Linked DNA regions of Sus scrofa: region 2 is linked to region 1. A link is a contact called in public promoter capture Hi-C data. All regions are on one chromosome and are shown on one strand. Each heading gives the region's core, a stretch centred on a gene start, on an enhancer-like site or on the middle of the called end of the contact. The rest is flanking DNA. Distances are from core to core; before and after follow the strand shown. Region 1 holds the start of SLC25A13 (calcium-binding mitochondrial carrier protein Aralar2). Region 2 holds the start of DLX6 (homeobox protein DLX-6).

Region 1 (2,700 bases), core at 195-2,694:
CAGTCCTCTTGTATTAACTGATCTCTGGTGTCTTTCTAACACCCATACCACCGTCCATTGTGCAAGACCAGGTAACTTCCTTTTTTTCTCCCACCCTCACATATAATCATTCACCACACTAATTTTACCCCCATGTTCTCTAACCTTATCTCATCTCTAGTGTCAGGCCCTTAGCCTGTCGTGCGTCACTATTTCAACAGTTTGGTCTTACCCATCCTCCATACCGCAAGCAGAGCGATCCATCTCTATTTTAACCTTGGCCTTGCCACCTCCCTTGAAGCCGTTCAGTTAAGGTGTACACCATTTAGCATGGCCCAAATAACCTCCATAAATATGGCTTCCTGTCCAGACTCCTCTTCCACTAGTTCCACAGCTTGCTACCTTTCAGGACAAACCACTTCCATAACTTGCTGTGTTTTCTCAGTGATTTCTGGGCCTCCTGCTTCTCCTCCTTATTTTCTCCAGGTGGAAAACTTTTCCCCTCCACCTCACCGGACTAATACCCAGGCATTTTTCTGCATTCAGCTTGGCACTGTCTTCTCTAAGAAGCTTCCCCAGTCCTCAACATTCCCATAGTTCCCTGGGGATAGGCTGTTGCCTTAGGTTATTTGGAGGTTAACAGTGTATGTGCCTGTTTTCCCACTAGCCCTTAAGTTCTTTAAGGGCTGGGGCCATCTATTAAGACCTTTTGGTGTTCCTAGCACCTAACACAGTGCTTGCCACGTAGGCACTCGATTGATTAATTAAAGTGATTGGAACAAACATTTTTGTTAATATGTTATATCCATAATCCACAAAACATTTAAAGCCCTTTTCACTGACCATTGTCTTAACTGTAAATTTTGATAGCAGGGACAAATGAATGAAATTCTTATAAAGAAGATCCCTAGAGGTTATACATTCATTTTTTTTTCCATTAAAATTTTGTCCCGTTTATTTTAGCAGGGCCTATTTTGGGGGGGTGTGTGTCTTTGACTTCTACAATCCTGATATGCAGGGCTGAAATGAAGTAGCCGCATATGTAGTGAATGTTCTGCACCGCATAGAGCTGTTAGCTACTTCGAGCTCGCCAGAATTGACCTAAAAGTAGGCTTGCCAGAGACAATAATTTGCTATTTCCCAACAACTGTTCAATGTTTCGGGATCCCTTATGTGACCCTGCAGAGTAGAGCCCCTTTGGAAGGAAACAGGCAAGGAACACCTGGCTAAAAGTGGGACCTAGCGGAGTTCTCAACTTCCCACAGGCTCTACGCCCTGTTTGTGGGTCTCGCGGGCCCTAGTGCAGTGCCTGGAAGCAGCAGAGGCCACCTGCTCCCAAGAGGCAGGCCTGCATCCCGCCAGCTCCCCTCGCCCTCACCGCAGAGGTCGCCACAGCTGGACAGCCCAGCCTGAGTCACGTGCGCCCGTCCAGCCCGCCGCCCGCAGACCCGGGCCCGCCCAGGCAGCGGGGCAGAGGCCGCCCGGATCACGCGCGCCCCGGCAGCCCCGGCCCGGCCCAGCCAATGGGCTGGCAGCGCCCGCATGACCCACGCCGGCGGGAGGGCGTGGGGAAGCAAGCCGGGCGCGCACGCTGCCGGGCTGTATCGCCGCCCCGCCGCCGTTGGGACGGGAAGTGAGAAGCCCGGGCCCGCAGCGCCAGCGAGCCGGTGAGAGTGTCCCGTAGTCTCTTGCATCCGGGCTGAAGCATGGCGGTCGCTAAGGTAAGCGTCGGCCCCAGTTGGCCGGCTGCTCCTCAGGGCGCGAGGGGCTCTGGCGTTCACGTGTCAGGTTGGTGCCTCTGGGAGAGCAAATAGGGGAGCGAGGCAGCTGTTCCACCTTGCAGCGGCGGGAGGAGGGAGGTGACGCTCCTGCCGGGCTGCACAGGCGGCCCATGCAGAGACCGGGGACCGGGCCCAACCTTGCAGCACAAACTTCGCCGGCTGGACCCTCCCATTTGGCCCGGGAGGGGAGTTGGTGCCTGGCCGGCGCCCGGCGGGCTGAGCCAAGGCCGGCGAGGCGGGGCGGGCGCGACTGGGTCCCGGGGCGGGGGAGAGCTTGGGGTCAGCAGCTCTCCTTGGGCCACCCTAGCGCGCCCCTGCTCCTGACCCCGGTTGTTGTTGACCCAAGCCGCTTCCAGGGTGCGCACAGCCGGAGCTGATGTCGGATCCTATTAGGTTTCAAAGACTCCGCCCTCTCGTTGGTGGGGAAGTCACCTTGACTTCCGTTTTGGAGACTGCTTGAGAGAGTTGGCCAGCGCGCCTGTGCGTAAAAACTGCAAAGAGACCCTCCTCCACCCGCTTCTCATCCTTCTCCGCATCTGACAACACTTACATTCTGGCCTCTGAGCGTTTGAGAGGCTTCTTTTTAGAAATGACAAAACAGATTGTCCTGGGAGCTTGTAACTCCTGTGAAGTTCTACTTAAAAGGAATTCTGCGTAATGTGACTCATTCACTAACCTAGAGGAAAGGCAGCTCCGACAGCTTGACCTTTCCTCTTTCACCATTTCTTAAAACCTGGACACCATTTCAGTCTCTTTGGACTCCATTTCAACTTTTCTGGCCAAATACCATATTTAGTCCCAATCACTTGAATCACTGGAATTTATTGCTTTTAATTTTAAGTTCACGAAGGCAGCCCTTTAATCAGGCCTATACAACTTCTTAGCTCATTTTAAGTGCAGTGAACTTAAATATACCCAACATTTCAAACATTTGTCCTTA
Region 2 (2,700 bases), core at 123-2,622, 640 kb before region 1:
CGCCCCCTGACGTCACAGGCGCACGGCTTCCACTGGTGTGTGCGCCTCTCTCCGAGTTCTTCGCCTACCTTTGGTAACTCCAATCCCAACCCCGAGCTGCAGCCGGGGGCCGCGCGGCTCCGAGCAGAGGCCTCCGGGGTGGGAGGTGCCTCAGCCCGGCCGGTCGCCGATGCCTCCCTCCACAGCTCACGTCTCCAAACCCCGAGCCTCGGTTCCCAGTACCGCAGCCCTGGAACAGTCCGCGGAGGGCTGCTCCCTCACAGTCCCCTTGCACCCTAGCAGGCTGCCTGTGCTCAGAAGCAGTGCCCTCTATACTTAAAGCAAGGCCCCCTCCCTTGACCTCCTCCCCCCGCCCCCCAGTCCCACTGCCGTCCCGCGGGAGCGCCCTGTCACCGTGGATTTTTCTAGACGTACTTTATTGAAACCATAGAGGGAAGAAGAACCCCCACACCTGGGCCCCACCCCATGGGTAAGGGTGTTGGGGGGGCTAAAGAAAAAGAAAAATCAGACCCTGTTCTGGCGAGGTTCCTGCCATTTCAGGCCGTATTTCCTATATATTGAACAAAAAGGGGTGAGAGAGACCTTTTTTTCTCCCAGAACACAGCAGCTAGTTATGAAAGCGAATCGTTGGAGCACTGACAGTAATGCATTTTTTCCTATTGAAAACAGAAGCTACTGTAATGCTTTCAAATATATGCAAATGATACATGCGGTTAGTGGTTTGGCAAATCTTGATTACAATATAAACTACCCAAGTAAAAGTGCCTTCGTCCTAAATTTGTCTCTCGATTACAATTCCAATTGATTTTATTTTATTGTCAACATTGTTAATGATAAAAATAGAGTCGTTTTACAGTTATTTTTACTTTCTGGAAGGAGGCAATTAGAGTTCTAATCAGGAATACACAAAAATCTCCCATGATTAACTGCAGTACTTTGTTCAAATTGCTGCTATAAAATTCAGAACAATTTGCCTGTAATGATTATGGACTGGGTTTATTTTGGGAGGTGGAATAAAAGTGGATATAGCATAAATTATCCTCTAATTATACACCAGTGTCGCCTCAATTATCCTCTTATCAAAATGGTTGTCTAACTGCCGCATTTAGTTTCAATTCTCTCCTTTTTTTCTATAAAAAGAACTTCATACCTTGTTATTATTAATCCATTTATTATTTGCAAGGGGATTTATATCCGCACATCCAGGTGGTAGAACCACTTCTCTTTCAAAGATGGACTGGGGAAAGACATTAAGTTCGGAGCAGCCCAGGGCTGCGGATCTAGTCTCTCTCCCTGTAGTCTCAAGATCCACTCAGGTCGAGGCAGCCGAGCAGAGACAGAGGAGCCCCAGCGTGCAGCTCAGGCCCGGCCACCAGGTAGGAAAAGCCGTACCGGGGACTGGGCGCCGAGGAGGGCAGGCCTGCTGCGCCCGCGTCCGGGTCCTGGGACTTTGGGGGTGGCTCTGGGACTCCGCACTGCTGGTCGATGGGGACAAGGCATGCAGACCCCCACGGGCTCGGCGCCAGCTTTCAGTCTGCGAATAAATGATTCAAAGCGAGAACCTTTGGCCACGTCGGGAAACATACAATCTAAGGGTTCCGGTCAACGCGTTTAGAGGTTGCATGGACTAGTGTGGGTCTCCCTTTGGGAAAACTACGGGGGGCTTCTTTGCACCCTGTTTTCTTGGACTCCATTAGTTGTCCCCCCCAAGGAACCTGAGAGGTGGGGGATTTAGTGGTGCCGCTTGCCGTTATAATTTCAGAAAATGTGGCTGCAGACACCCCAGTTCGGACGCTATTTCCATACTAGGCGAAGCAGTAGCGGCTTATGGTAATTGATTTTCCCAGCTCCCAGCTCGGGGTCTCAAGGCTTGGCTAGACTAGTTTGCCTTTTTCTTTTTCTTTCTTTATTTCCTTCTTTCCTCCATTTTATCAGAGGACTTTAAACTTACTGCCCGCGGGTTTTCTCCAGGGTTCCCAGGGTAGCAGCGTCCACTCTTGTCTCCCCCTCCTTTTCCTAGCCTGCCGCGCTTAACTTCTTGAGCCTCGGGAGCCGGTTCAGTAACTCTGAATTCATTTTTAAGTGGCATGCCTTGTTCCCCTACCTTTTAACAAGAGGTGCACTTTAACACGCGAACCAGTAACCCGATCCACGCGTTTACAAATCAGCAGTGAATTAAAACAACAAAAAACTTCAAGGAAAATGAAAGGTGGGCTCTTTAAGGGGGTGATGTGTGTAGGTGTGTATCTGTGTGTGTGTGTCTCGGGGGAGACGGCAAAGTCAGAAAAAGAGAAGGTCCCCCGCTCCCCTGGCAGGCTCTCCGTGCATCCCGGCTGCGCGCCGAGCTAGTTTGTAATATCCTCAAAGCTAGCAGGTAGACGTGGCAGTTTTATTGCTTTATACCCTGCAGCTTGCTGTTAACACAGTAAAGTCCCCCCTTAACCCTCGCCCTGTGCATGTGTGTTTCTCTCTTTATGCTCGCAGGTGCCCTGCTTTCCTCGCAGGCTCTCCCTCCTCCCCACTCTGGCTGCACCGGAGAGGGGCGGGTTGTGGCCAGGCCCGGGAAGGTCTCAGCACTGAGCACTGAGTTCCCAATCTAGCCCATAGCTGCCTCGATTTCCTTCTTCTTCTTCTTGTTTGCTTAATACCTGAAGAAGCCAGGAGGGCTGGAATTGTCCCAGTAGTAGCTAGGGGCTCTCA

Evidence for each region. Promoter capture Hi-C pulls out the DNA fragments that hold promoters and counts their contacts.
Region 2: a contact with region 1 is called in a promoter capture Hi-C map of fetal liver, with 4 times the contacts expected there. The contact joins the promoter of DLX6 here to the promoter of SLC25A13 in region 1. A contact is called at or near these places in 1 of 5 promoter capture datasets (fetal liver), 1 of 47 Hi-C or Micro-C datasets (embryonic fibroblasts) and 1 of 2 datasets of contacts at active chromatin or transcription factors (skeletal muscle).

The regions. Positions count from the first base shown.
Region 1 is chr9:75,979,350-75,982,049 of Sscrofa11.1, reverse strand. It overlaps SLC25A13 (calcium-binding mitochondrial carrier protein Aralar2), which reads left to right and starts at 1,444. Exons shown (of 18, transcript XM_003130160.5): 1 at 1,444-1,700. The coding sequence starts at 1,686.
Region 2 is chr9:76,622,161-76,624,860 of Sscrofa11.1, reverse strand. DLX6 (homeobox protein DLX-6) reads right to left here and starts at 1,372. Exons shown (of 3, transcript XM_021063385.1): 1 at 1-1,372. The region is part of intron 2 of LOC110255475 (a long non-coding RNA gene); the gene reads left to right.